Regions from separate parts of the Hordeum vulgare genome. Here region 1 is linked to region 2. A link is a contact called in public Hi-C data. All regions are on one chromosome and are shown on one strand. Each heading gives the region's core, a stretch centred on a gene start, on an enhancer-like site or on the middle of the called end of the contact. The rest is flanking DNA. Distances are from core to core; before and after follow the strand shown. Region 1 has its middle 52 kb from the start of LOC123413293. Region 2 has its middle 20 kb from the start of LOC123410991.

What was found. A called contact is a pair of places that touch in the nucleus more often than the background predicts.
Region 1: a contact with region 2 is called in a Hi-C map of leaf, with 7 times the contacts expected there. The contact joins two enhancer-like sites. A contact is called at or near these places in 2 of 6 Hi-C or Micro-C datasets (both in leaf).

The regions. Positions count from the first base shown.
Region 1 is chr7H:117,745,133-117,752,612 of MorexV3_pseudomolecules_assembly, reverse strand. No RefSeq gene overlaps it. Among protein-coding and RNA genes, the nearest start is that of LOC123413293, 52 kb to the left of the region's middle. Within about 2 kb of position 1,647, at least 2 of the 3 cell types and tissues checked have open chromatin away from gene starts, as enhancers often do. A contact at or near this core is called in leaf, where this site is marked.
Region 2 is chr7H:117,641,286-117,647,906 of MorexV3_pseudomolecules_assembly, reverse strand. No RefSeq gene overlaps it. Among protein-coding and RNA genes, the nearest start is that of LOC123410991, 20 kb to the right of the region's middle. Within about 2 kb of position 1,921, at least 2 of the 3 cell types and tissues checked have open chromatin away from gene starts, as enhancers often do. A contact at or near this core is called in leaf, where this site is marked.

The DNA of each region.
Region 1 (7,480 bases), core at 398-2,897, 100 kb before region 2:
AAGCATGGGAGCGTGAACGGACAAATAAGGGATATATCCGGTCATTGATCGAACGCGTTTAAGAACGTTTGAGGGACCGAATTTGTGAGCTCCGTTTGTAGATGCTCTAATTGATCCGGAAGAGTCGGATGAGATGCTAGTCGGGGAAAATTTCTGGCCAAACTAAAAGAGACGAAGGATTATGTCGAATAGCATCATGAAGAGCGAATTTTTCTCGGTACGTTCGGCTTATTACTTTGGAAGAATTCATGGAATATGAAAATACCGGCCAAAGTGAAAATCTTTACATGAAGATGTCAGGTGTCTACACAACGCCATCCCTTGTTATATGTTCTTAGAACATCTAGAACCGGATTCCTTAAACCTTTTTTAAATGTCCGGGCAGGCCGCTCGATCATAATCTGATCATGAAAATGTGATTCAGACGACCTCAAAATTCCGGGCTGACCTGCACCCTTCATTTCCAGCCTAAATATGAGACGGATATGGGGGAGCCCGGACGCGCTCAGGCGCGCCCGGACACGCCCGCCACGTCGGCCTGACGGCTTGACCCTACATGGACTCGCCAGAAAACCCGACGGTCCGACGGACGCCTCGATCATCGACACGGTGTGAACGCTGCGTGGCGCCGCTCCGACTCCCCGCCCTTATCCATAGCCGACTATCTTAGCCGGCCGGCGTCTCGAGCCCTAGCACATCCACCTCCTTCCTTCCGCCGTGTCATGCCCCCACACCATCGGCACTACACAATCTAGCACCGTCTCTGACTCCTTGAGTAGGTTTGGATCCGGAGGAAGGCAGGGCTACCTCTGGATCTGGAGGAGGATTCCCACGAGGTGGAGGATGAATAGGAGGATGAGCTGGGGGTGGAAGAGGAGGAGGAGCAGGAGCCGACGGAAGAGGCGCCGCCGCTAGCTGTGATGGAGGACCAGTAGGATTCTGCGGAGAAGGCGCCACCGCTAACTGTGGGGGAGCAGGAGCAGGAGCCGGCGGAGGAGGCACCGTCGCTGGATATGGGGAGGAGGAGGCGTCGGCGGTCGTGGATCTGTGGCCCGAGCAGCTGGCCATCCTCAACTCCATCCGCTCGAAGGCAGTTGCGGAGGCCATACGGCTTCATCGACTCCAGATGGAGGCGGCGCGGGCGACACATGCGACTCAGGCCATCTTTGACGACGACGATGAGTAATACTCCCTCCGTTTCAAAATAAGTGTCTCAACTTTATACTAACTCCAATACAAAATTATACTAAGCTTGAAACACTTGTTTTGAAACGAAAAGAGTATACTACTACGTAGTACGTAGACGTTTTATTTTGCATGCTTGTGTATGAAAATAGGGGATGAAATATGTGGATGCCAAAAAAAATTAAGACGTGATCGCTCATAGTCACGCGCGTGCGCTGATATTTAGGATTTGCAAATCCCGTTATAGATGCTCTTATGAATAGCCACATCGGACGAGTGAATGCCCTATACATCACATCAGGACGGAGGTAGTACTGTAGGACGCAAGCACCAGACACGACACGGGAGGGATCACAATCAGACGGCAGCAGCGTCGACGAATTATTGCGCTTGACCATAGACACACAGAAACAGAAACAGAAAGAGAGGGAGATGGCGGCTGCACGGTCAGCTTCAGGGAGCGCCTTTGAGTGCCGCGGAATCAACCCGCATGGCTCCAAGACTGCACACAACACTCAACAGCAGCAACTAACACAAAGCGCGCGCGGATTTGCTCGTCCCGCTAACGATCCAACGCTGACGCCTTAACCCTCCCTCACCAAATAAAGCAAGGGTTTGGTCGATCGTGCAGACGGGGTGGATTCGTCGGTGGTCATTAGGAACAAGTTGATGATGAATCTCGTCGGTGACGGTGAGTAAGCACGTTGCTAGTGAGAGTGGGGCCGCAAAGGGAGTGCACGTAGGAGGTCTCTGTTTTTTACTGTCAGGACTTAGGAGTACATCACGTCAGATACAACCTGCATGTTTGGTACAGATACAACTCTATACCTACCTACGTGCATGCATGCCCAAAGCCCATCCGTACGAGAAAGTAACCATCGTCTTCGTTTTGGCTCGTTGCCCGGATCGGGATCGGGCCGCGTGTGTACCATGGCAGCGACAAATGCGGTTATGCTACTGGTTGGTCGACAGACAGCTGAGACAAGGCTTGAGACTGGAGACCGAATGCGCGGCCTGCTCCCACTGATCTCGACGACGAAGACGATACGTGGAAAGAAGAATCGGAGATGTACCGTCCTCAGTCCGCGAGCGGCCAAGCATATGCTCCTGCGTCGAACAGCGAACGAGTCGGCCGGTCCTGCGGCACCAAACAGTGGGTGCCCTGCCGCTGCAGACGAACACCGGCTGTTTGCTTGGTGCGCCGTCGGCTTCCGTTTCTCGCCTTTTTGATCGTTGCGCGGTGGTTTTCGAGCTTTCTAGGGCTCCGCTTTCCGTTCTGAGGTTGTGGTTGGCAGGGATCTCTTTATGATGGGTCCGTGGCTCTCATAATAATATGCATACATGCTCTGATCGTTTTTTCAAAAAGGAAGAAAAACTGCTGTTCCGATCTTCGTAGTTGGGCATTCAGAATATCACTGCTTGCATGTCTATTTTTTTTGCGAATATGTAAAGGTTTTTTTTTTTGCATGGGCGAATATGCAAAGGTTACACATCATTTCATTGATAAAAAACTAGCAAAAGGACCCGTGCGTTGCAACGGAAAAAAAAAGAACACCACACGTTCTTAGTTTACAAAAAATGTTCTATAATCCGAGAATTTGTAGCGACGGTCCAAACGAAGATGGTCTTAGGCTACAAAAGCGCAATTCAATATTTCACAGGTCTTCTATTTCGACACGACTTACATGTAGATTTCATACGTACCAAGAAACGGTCAAGTGATCTTCATTTTTGTCTCCAATCCTGATTTTGCTGAAATGTTTATTTCCAATCCGGATCAGTATGGGTATGAAAGAAAGTCGGATAATGCATTATTGATTAAGATTACATTATGGTTAGTATTTTTTTTGAAGTGGTTAATAGGTAAAAATAACATCATATTTAGATTCTGCATATTTTTCTAATCAAATTCTATACATGACATTGTTAAATTTAAAGTTACGGTTTAGAAGATATGAGTATTTAAAAAAATAATTGACATGTACTGTGGGTTTAATGTAAAAAACATTAGGATGTTCCTACAAAACAACATGGCGAATTAAAAATACCTATTCCCTTTATTAATAGGTATAGATGGTTAGAATGATTACCGTAAATGATACAATACATGACGTAGATACAAAAGACGTAGATATGATGTACGAAAAAAGAAGACATAAGATACTTGATAAAAAAACACAGCTAAACTCCCTCACGGAGAAAACATAGTAAAAAACACTACCTGCCTGTCCGACTAAAACATGGTAAGGTCACCCTTAGGCCCTAGGATGATTACTTATGTAATCCAAGAACATGACTACTTTTGCCTGCATTCTGGTGTGACGATTGTGAATGTGTTCCACGTGGCAAGATTCCAAGATCCATGGAGAGAACCCAAACTACTTGATTTATGTTGAAAGAACCTCATCGATTTAATTAGCAGCGGTTCTTGCCCGAGTTAGAGCATCTCCAGCCATTCGATCCCAAAAACGTTTTTAGACGAAAATTAATGTCTTTTGAGGATTCGCCGATGCTTTTTTCGTGTGTGTGTGGGGGGGGGGGGGGGCTCTGGCTCCCAGCCGTTCCTCTAAGTTCACCCCCAGTTATTGAGTACCAACTCAAATTCGTTACTTCGTCACATATTCAACAATTTTTTTTATCACAGAGTTTATCATAAAAATCAATACAAATCAAATAGTTCAACAAAGCAAGCTCATAATTTGAACACAAATTAAAACACATCGAACTAGGCGTTGCTCTTGAGCCTCCATAGGGCTCCACTAGATCGTGATGCAGTTCTTGATGCACCTCTGTGTCTCGGATCTCCCGACGCATATTGAGGAAGGCAGCCCATGCCGCCGGTACCTGGTGATCAACAGCTGCAAGATGAACCTGCCTTAAATACATTTCAATGTCAAACTAAAAGCACAATTGCCCCTTAAGGTGGTTTTGATAATTGATCAAAATATATGCACCATTGGACTAATGATCTTATTCTTATCCAATTATATTTCAGAAAAGTTCAAAGATGCCTTGGCCATACGATTGTGAGGAGAAACACCTTGATGATGGAAATGAATATGATTGGCTCAAGCTTCAAGCAAGAAGACTCTACATTTTACATTTGTGAGAAATCACTTTTGAGTCCATAGGAAAGCCAATACTAATAGAAGGGGGTGAGGTATTATGATGAATTGGTTGCTCAAGTGCTTAGAGATAGCCACCAAAAATATTCACTAATTCTCCCACAAAACATCTCTGTCCAAAGCTAAACTAGCAAAATCGGTGCCACCAACTTTTTCCGCTCGTCCCTACTGATTTTCCACCAGACAGATCCTATGCCAAACCCCCCTACCATCTCGGTACAACCAACATTCCATATCGATGCCACTGAGATCGGTGCCCAACTTTCTATTGAGCTAATTCCAAGAATTGGAATTTCCAATTGGCTTGGCTACCCAAATGGTTCTTTTCTTGACACCACTTTGAGTATCAACAAACTTGGCAAACACATTGCCAATCTTATCCTTACCAAGAGAATATATATCACAATAATGATTGGGTTGGATAAATCACCTCTCGTGCAAGAAGAAGCGAAGTGGCCCTTCTCACGAGATAAGTAGCAACATCTACCCTTTACTTTCTTCCCAATTGATTTCTCAACTTGAGAAATGTTGGTTTGGGTCTTCTTGGGAAGAGGCCTTTCTTCAACTTAAAGTTGAGTATGTGATTGAACTTGTGGCCGCTTCCCTTGTTGCTTGTGACTTTGGGGCTTCTTCTTTAATGGGCAAGATCTAACATGATGCCCTACAATTTTGCACTTGAAGCAACCAATCTTGGCCAAATTGTTGACTTGTTCTTGTCCCTTCTTCTTGATGCTTTTGGACTTGTTCTTCTTGTTAGAGTTGAACCCAAGTCCATCTTTGTCAATTGGGGATTTATGCCCACACAAGACATTGTTGAGTGTGGACATCCCTTCCCGACTCTTTTCCAAATCTTTCTTCAATGAAGTGACTTGGGCCTTGAGCTCTTCGATTTCCTCTACATGGTTAGTATCAACACAAGTACTAGAGGAAGTATAAGCTTCATTATTAGAGCAACAAGTCAAGGAAAGTAATTCATCACAACATGTAGCAACATTATGAGTAGTTGAATTAAGAGGACTAGCACATGGCAATATAGCATTTTGAGCAGAAGTAGTGCTAATGTCCACATGAGGCTTACTTGATGTTACCTTGGTAGTAGTAGCCTCATGAGCTAATTTTAACACATTATGGGATACTAGAATATTATCATGGGAGCTTGTGAGCTTGTGATCATCATCATTATCATCATCCTCATTATCATCATCGTCAAGAGATATATTGGGATTCAAGGTAGGAGATACCTTTGAAGCCTTAGCCATAAGGCAAAAGTGAGAAACAATAGATGATGATGTAGGATCTTTTGAAGCGTCATTCAAGGCCACATATTGTTCCATGGAGTGATGGATTTCCTCTATATTGTTAGCACAACAACTCGAGGAAATAGATACATTTTAATCATGGCAACAAGATATACAAAGCATATCATCATGAGATTTAGTCAAGCAGTTCTTACATGATATGCAATGACTATAAACACAAGCATGTAAAACATTTATAGTGCTCGAAGTGTTAACGCCCAAAGATGAAGCATTGCAATAATATAGTGATGAAGGATCATCAAGAATAAGCCCACTATCATCATTGCAATGATCACCACTACTCACCATATCATTACCTTGTGGCAATCCACATGTAGGTGAAGTAGATGAAGTTGAGAAGACCACACGACTGGAGGTGGAGGGAGAACAATCATTCCCACAAATCTTGGACACACTATATTTATCTTTAAGCTTTGTCCACAGCTCATGAGCATCCCAGAATGGCATGAGTTGAAATATAAATACATTGCTCAAAGCATCAAAAAGCACATTAGAAGCTTGAGCATTGAGATAAGAGTTTTTCTCATCCTCTAAAGATATATTTTGAGAATCCTTTGGAGGAGAAAAACCCATATCTACAATTCACTCTAAATTTGGGTCCATGACCCTAAAGTGATTAAGCATGCGAATTACCCAAACATCAAAATTTGTGTCGTCGAAACTAAGAGTGTTAGAGTATCCTAAACCCCTAGTCGACATCCTTACTCTCTAGGTGGTTAATCCTAATAATGATAGACCTAGATCTAATACCAATTGAAAGGACGTGGATGTCGCCTAGAGGGGGGGGGGGTGAATAGGCGCTTTAAAATAATCATGGTTTAGGCTTGAACAAATGCGGAATAAAACTAACGTTTAATTAGTCAAGCACAAACCTAAAACAACTAGGCTTACCTATGTGCACCAACAACTTATGCTAAGCAAGATAAACAACTAAGTGATAGCAAGATATATAACAAGAAACAATATGGCTATCACAAAGTAAAGTGGATAAGTAAAGGGTTTGGGTAAGAGATAACCGAGGCACGTGGAGATGAAGATGTATACCGAAGTTCACACCCTTGCGGATGCTAATCTCCGTATGGAGCGGTGTGGAGACACAATGCTCCCCATGATGCCACTAAGGACATCGTAATCTCCTCACGCCCTCTCACAATGCAAGATATCGTGATTCCACTAAGGGACCCTTGAGGGAAGTCACCGGACCCGTACAAACAAGGTTGGGGCAATCTCCACAACTTAATTGGAGGCTCCTAACAACACCACAAAGCTTCACCACAATGGCATATGGCTTCGAGGTGACCAAAAATGCGCGGGCAATCTCCACAACTTAATTGGAGACCCCTACGCTTCCCCGGAGCTTTACACCACAATGATTGAGCTCCGAGGCACCACCAAGCTTCTAGGGGTACCAAGTACCCAAGGGTAACAAGCTTCTCAACTTCTCACTTTCACGTATCACCGTGGAGAACTCAAACCGATGCAACTAATGCAATGGTAAGAACACACGAAGTGATGAAGTCCCTCACACTCAAATCCCTCCACAAAAACAAAAGCTATGGAGAAATATGAGAGGAAGAACAAGGAGCTCACAAAGAACTCCAAGATCAAGATCCAAGGGGTTCCCCTCACATAGAGGGGAAAGTGATTGGTGGAGACGTGGATCTAGATCTCCTCTCTATTTTCCCTCAAGAACTAGCAAGAATCATTGGAGGGATTGAGAGTTAGCAAGCTCTAAGAAGGTCAACAATGGGGGAAGAACACGAGCTCAATGGATGGATTCAGTCCATTGGGGAAGAAGACCTCCTTTATGTAGTGGGGGAAAGAATCCAACCGTTAGACTGAATCCATCCA
Region 2 (6,621 bases), core at 672-3,171:
TAGGTAACATTTATGGGACAAGAGTTGATATAGAAAGGGACAAGAGCTGATGCCCAATTTGTGTTTTTTTTTTTGGGCAATGGTTAAGTAAGACATAGGTTGAAGCAAACTACTATTATAGGACAGTGCTTGTATCCCAGTGGAGCAAGTGCAGACGACACCTATACTTTCAGCAGATAATTCGGCAGCCACCATACTAAAACAGAATGCAGGGTTTTGGTCCATAACCACCAGCAGTTTAACTGGTCCTATCCTACATGCACCTAGGCTGGCTCTGTTTGCGACTTGCATAAGTGGGATTAGGCTATGACTTAGTTTACATCTAAACAAAATCTAAAGCAGATGACCATGTATAATACACAATCATCATCGACCCCTCGTTTACAAAAGGCATATATGCCAAAAAATCGTGAGACTGAACTCACGGAAATTTTCCTATGGAATTACATACACAATAGGGCATATAAATGTTCTTTTGGTTTTTATTCACACAAAGCAAACATGCTACATACTCCCTCCGTTCCTAAATATAAGTCTTTTAAGCGATTTCACTAACGGTCTACATACGGAGCAAAATGATTGAATCTATACTCTAAAGTATGTCTATATACATCCGTATGTAGTCCACTAGTGAAATCTCTATAAAGACTTATATTTTGAAACGGAGGGAGTAGAAAATTATCTTAAAATATAATCCGCGGTGGCCACGACCAAGGAACCTCAGAGGGAAACGAAAAAAGTTTTTAGCGTGGATCGACGCCTGCCTAGTTGAGGAGGAGGCTGCCGAGGCTGCCGCGAAGGGCAGGGTGGTCGAGGAGGATGTGGATGCCTTGGACAAGAATAAGGTGAGTTCGACAGCCCGCTCATCGGAGGGAGCCCTGGAGGCATATGCTTCAGCGAGAGGGCAAGAATAGCCTCCTTCACCTCCGCAAAGCACGGACAAAGTTGGATTTTGGACGGGGGAAGACGGTTGTGTGGTCTACACCCTCACTCATCGGGAAAAACAACAGTTGTGTAACACGGTGACGCGGTGGCGGTGGCCTTCATGGGACTCGAGCGACAGAGGCCTCCCGTCATGAAGGTAGGCGAACAGACGAATGTCGTTTCAATACGAAAAGAAGTCGTATGCAGCGGGCAACGCTCTTTACCTGTGAGCCGCTTCAATGCCGGCTCCAATGACGGTTGCGTCCACTCTGGACCGGCATGAACGCGGGCAAGTGGTTTCGGAGGGGTAAACGCGTGGTCGTAGGTAAGGGGTTTTTGGTGGACCGGGTAAAGCGTTTCAGACGCGTGCAACCTCGCCCTTAGTTTGTCTTCGGGTTGCAGAAATAACCACGTCTAGACCACTAAACAAATCGATGCAGGATCATGTTAGATGAGAAAACATGTCCTAACCACGCGGTCCAGATGGTTACGTGCGATTTGAGGGTTGAAGTTGGAGATACCCTAAAGAATAACAATGCTTGTGTGCAGGCACAGGGTTTCAACCTCTTTTTGAAAAAACAACAACAGGGCAGGCAGTCTCCATACTAAACACCATGCAGGGTTTTGGTGTTTTGGTCTATAACCACCAGCAGCTTAACCGTTCCCATCCCGCCTGCATCTACTCTGGTTCTGTTTTGCAGGTAGCACAAATAGGATTAGACCATGACCAAGTTTAGACCTAAACTAAATCCTGAGCAGACGACCATACATGTATAATGCACAAGTCAGCTGCCCCAATCATCGTCGCCCCCTCGTTTTCAGATTGCGAAAGGCGACAAGTGCAGTCGGTAGAGATAGTTTCATAAGACATCCGCAGCTTTCTCGCTCTCGGCGCCGGGCAGAGAGAATCAAATGGTCGACGCTGATGTATGTACACTGAGAGGTCGTCAAATGCGACGAGGAGGCAGTCCCTGCCCCGCGGCTGTCGTGAAAGCCACATCGCTCGCATAATTGCGTGGAGAAAATTTCGTGCGTGCGTGCGTGTACTGTGTGTATGCTCTCACCAGCTCCGTGAGTTGATTGATCCAATCCAACAGGGAGCTGCTAGCTAGTTGGATTTTTCTTTGGGAAAGGGGCATCTTTCAAAGTTTTCTCACGGCGAACAGTCGGATATGGAAAGGATCCGACTGTCTATTTCGTAGCGTACGTATCAGATGACGACGGAATAGTCAGTAGCTGGAGCTTCATGTATTATTCGTTCGTAAGACCAACTCCGACGAAGCTGATCCAAACGTACGATGTTTTTGTTTGTTTTTTATCAATTTGGATCGGTCGTCCGTCCGATGTTCGTCCTGTTTTAGATTTAGGTCGGCAGTGCGTCCAACGCTTCGGCCCATTTCATGTTCACACATAATTTTTAAAAAAGGTCTGCGGCCATAGATCATGCCAGCAGCCATGTCTTATGCTCGCACCATGCGAGCGCCGGCATACAATCACCACACAGTTCATGTTGACGCACTCGTCAGCGGCCGGCACACCAGCACACAAAAAGGGGTGGGACTTGAGTTCGACCACGCCAACGCGGCCCCGTGGTCATGCCAGCACATCTGTCGGCATACAAAAAGGCCTGCGGCCATAGATCACTCCTCATCGAACTTGAGCATGTCGGCCTGCATCTTCTCGAACCACGGCCTCTTCCTTAGCGACACGGTGTTGAGATCCACCTTCATGATCTCTTCCCCGGTCATCATGCTCGCGAGAGCCACTTCTTTCGCCTTGGTCTTGGTATCGGCAACCTTGATCTCTAGCATCTTGGCTTGTTTCTCCGCCTTCATCTCAAGCATCTTGACTTGCTTCTCTGCGTCCATCTCAAGCCTCCTCCTTTGGATCTCCATGAAGGCGTTCATTTGCTCTTGTTTGTAACATCGGCGCTCCTCCTTCCTTGAGTCCTTCTTGCTCATCATGCCCTCCACGCTTGCGATCAAGGCGTTCGACGCCGCATCCCGCTTGTCCTCCTCCTTGGAGTTGGTCTTCCCCCTCGGCCGTGCGTTCTCGCCGTCCCCAACCTCCTCCACGGTTTGCTTCCCCCCACGCGACTTGAGGGCGGCATATTGCGCCTTGAACTTCTCCTCGTCTTTGATGACCCTAAAGCAACGGGGATGGGGCGGGAGCGTGCGCGGGCGGGAGGGTTTTTGGGGAAAATGGAGGGAAATGATGGAGGTTGTCACCGACCAGCGGGCCCAGCGAAGGAGAAGGCGAGCACGCGCGCGTCCGTCTCGTGTTCGCACCGACGCAAAATCCGGCTTAAAGATGGACCGGGAATGGGTCGGCCCTTCACTTTTTCAAGCAAGGCGGTCGACGCCGCGTCCCTCTTGTCCTCGAGGCTGGGAATCGGCTGCGTGGAAGACGCGTGCGGCGACTCTGGCAGCATCATCCGAGGATATGCTGACGAGCCCGTGCTGGCCGTGACCGCGGCACGGCGGTGACAAGCCCGTGCTCGCTTGGGTTTACCCCTAGGTACAACAAGGCCTCCCTCATTGCCGCCTTCACCCGGGCATTGGTATCTTCCTGCTGCACGGCAACGACGATGGCGGCAGCGGCAGCTGCCTTGCCCCTTGCATCCTGCATGTGCCTCCGGCCCTTCTTCTTGGCCTACTCCACGTCCCGCTCCTCGGGCATCAACAACTCCTTCCTCTTCTTCTTGGGCGGCGCAGCGGCCTTGCGGGGAGTGCGGGACTTGCCTCTGGCTTCGTTGGCAGCGTCGGACGAGGCGAGGGGGCCGATGGCGGCAGCGGCCTTGAGGTCGTCGTCCATGGCAGTGGGAGCGGGCGCGGGAGCGAGCAGGAGGGTTTGCGGAAAATGGAGGGAAAAAGTGGCCACTTTGTCGCCGACTTGTGGGTCAGGGAGGGGAGTAGGCGCGTGTCCCGCGCGTCCGCTTTGTATCCACACTGATGCAAATCAGACTCAAAATTGGACCGGAAATGGATCGGCAAGCGGACAAAAAGCGGACACGCATCCGTTTGGGTCGGCGCGTTGGGTCAACGTTTTGTCCGTGCGAACTCAAACGGACATCGACGGACGAAATGGTTCGTCGCGTTGGAGTTGCTCTTACAACGCACATCAACTTTGGAAAAATAAAGCTATCAAGGTTCGTTGACTGTCACATTGATCAAAGGAATTCCGATGGTAGCAATATAATGCTTAATTGTGGACTATGGAACCGCGTGGGAAAAAACACAAACACCTATCATTTGTCTTAATAGCCCAACTAGGGCAAAATGTGCCGACATACAGGAGAACATAAACACAAAAAGTTACATTACATGTTGAGTATCAGATGAAATTACCAAAACACATGAGCAGATCCCCAAAATTATAACCAATGATCAGAAATAAAAAATGGCAACAATATTCTTTCTTGCATACAAGTCCACGAAAAAGAAGAGGAAATCAGGTTCTCCATAGAGACGAGTAAAACGCCATACATCACTTTGATTGTTGCCTACAAACACATCAATGTAGTTGCTCATCTTGTGTCGCAATGAAACAACCACATCCTTCTTTCAGAGTAGGAGCAAACCCCCACTCTTTCCATCACTGCCAACCACTTTCTTATAATCCATCCCTATCTTACGGCGCAAACATTCTGCAGGCCACTCCTCGAGGTGAGTTTCCGACAGAAAGATCAAATCCGGATCACTCCGCTTAACCAGTTTTAGCAGAGCCCGGATAGCCGTGAGTTTTTGGAACCCATGGCCATTGTAGCTTAGTATTTTCATTGTGTCCGGTCAACCCTCGACCCAGGAGTTGCCGATGTCTTAGGTTGATTCACAGCATCACTTGTCTTTGCCTTCTTCTGAACTTGTATCTTCTCCGATGTAGACACAGTCTTTGATCCATCACCATTGACCGTATCGTTTGCCAACAATCCTGCCAGAAGATCCTCCTTCTCACTTCCACCATCCACCATGTCTATTGTTGCTCCGTCCTTAGGAGCCTGCACACTACCAATGTTTTGACCTCCACTTGTGCCTTGTTCGGGTCATCATCGAAGTTCAGCCACTTTCTGCTTGCGTTGTCCCTATCTAGCAGTGAGTCATGTGCGTCCAATCGAGTTGGGTCTTCAGAGTCAGAAACACTGTTTGAGTTACCATCATGATCCATATTATCAAACCCCCGGGTTTTTATATTGACGATTCCACTGATTTCTTCCCGTATAACCTCTCCCCTCATGTGATCACGGCCCCTTCCACGACCTTGTGCATTATTTTCACCATCTCCGCCATCAGAACCGCGTCCGGTACCCGAAAACCTGACAGTTCCTCTTCCTCTCCTTGAGGCAAGGATGAAAGGACCCCATTCAAACTTGGATATGTCATGTTCTCCTCTGCCGCACTCCTCATGCCACTGTCCCAATTTCCCACATGCGTTGCAGAAGTTCGGAAGATTTTCGTACTTTACTTGGAAAAATTATGTCTTGCCCCCTTTGAAAAACTCACAAAGCGAGTAAGCTTCTTGTTGACGTCCAACTTCACTCGAACCTCCTGTACCACACCAATTCTTTGTGCCATATTCTACACAAACCCTTCGTTCCTCAACACTCCATCAGTAATTTGTGTATCTGTGTCCAAGTCTCAATCCGATCTAGCCTGATGCTTTCTGGGTTGGAGAACCCATCATACTACTCGATGATCAACGCTGATCCTTGGAAGTCCCAAGGACCTTGATGGATCGCTTTGTTCCAATCAGCTAGAAGTTGAATTGTACCGCAAATAAGTTAGGGTTTATCTTCCTCCAGACCACGTCTCCTGTCGTATTCCAGTCTCCCCTCATATCGCCAATTAAAGCCCCTTGGCTAAAGCTTTTCTCCGTCAATACGTGTGCAAGGGCGAGCCACTTCGGCTGGTCTCCTGGATCATCTACTTCATCTTCCCACACCAAATTATCCAACTCATCTTCCTCCAGATGCAAGTGCTCCAGAAGCTTACTCGGATCTATCATCGCGTTACCGTGGGAGGCTACAGCACTCGGGGACGCCGCCATGGCTCAGCAACACGAGAAACCCCAGGCAGAAGATACAATCTCCCGATCGCAATGACAATCGAAAGGAGAAAGACCAAACTCGCGGCGGCGGGCGCCCGAGGACTGTAAAACCCTAACAAAATAGGGGACTTTTTATAGATTTTAACCTCATTGGCACATGTGTTAGTCCGCAGCGGATTTAATTTCTTTGTTTCCCTAGGTACACACGTGAATTTAGTTTCTTCATTTCTCTTAAGTAAACAGAACCCACACCATATCATTGTTTGTTGATGGATCAACTTGTTGATTCTTGCTACTCGTAGGCATATATAAACAGGTGGAATTTTGTGTAAAGAAGCAAGACAGGATTATTTATAAATAAAAGAATTCTATCTTTTGGCATCCGAATCCATTGAGCTCGCGTTAGGTGGAGGCCCAGCCAAGCGACTTACACGGGCCAAGTAGAGGCCCGGCCAAGTTACAACATACGTCCCCTGCAAGAGAAAAAAAAGTTACAATGTCAACATACAAAGCATTTTACGTCTATACTCCCTCCATTTCTTTTTATAAGGTGTATTTGTTTTTAAATAAAATTGTACAATGTAAGATGCATTTTTTTGTAAATCCTTGTAATTTTTTATTAGCCTTCCAGAAAAAGGAAAGTATCTCTCTCAC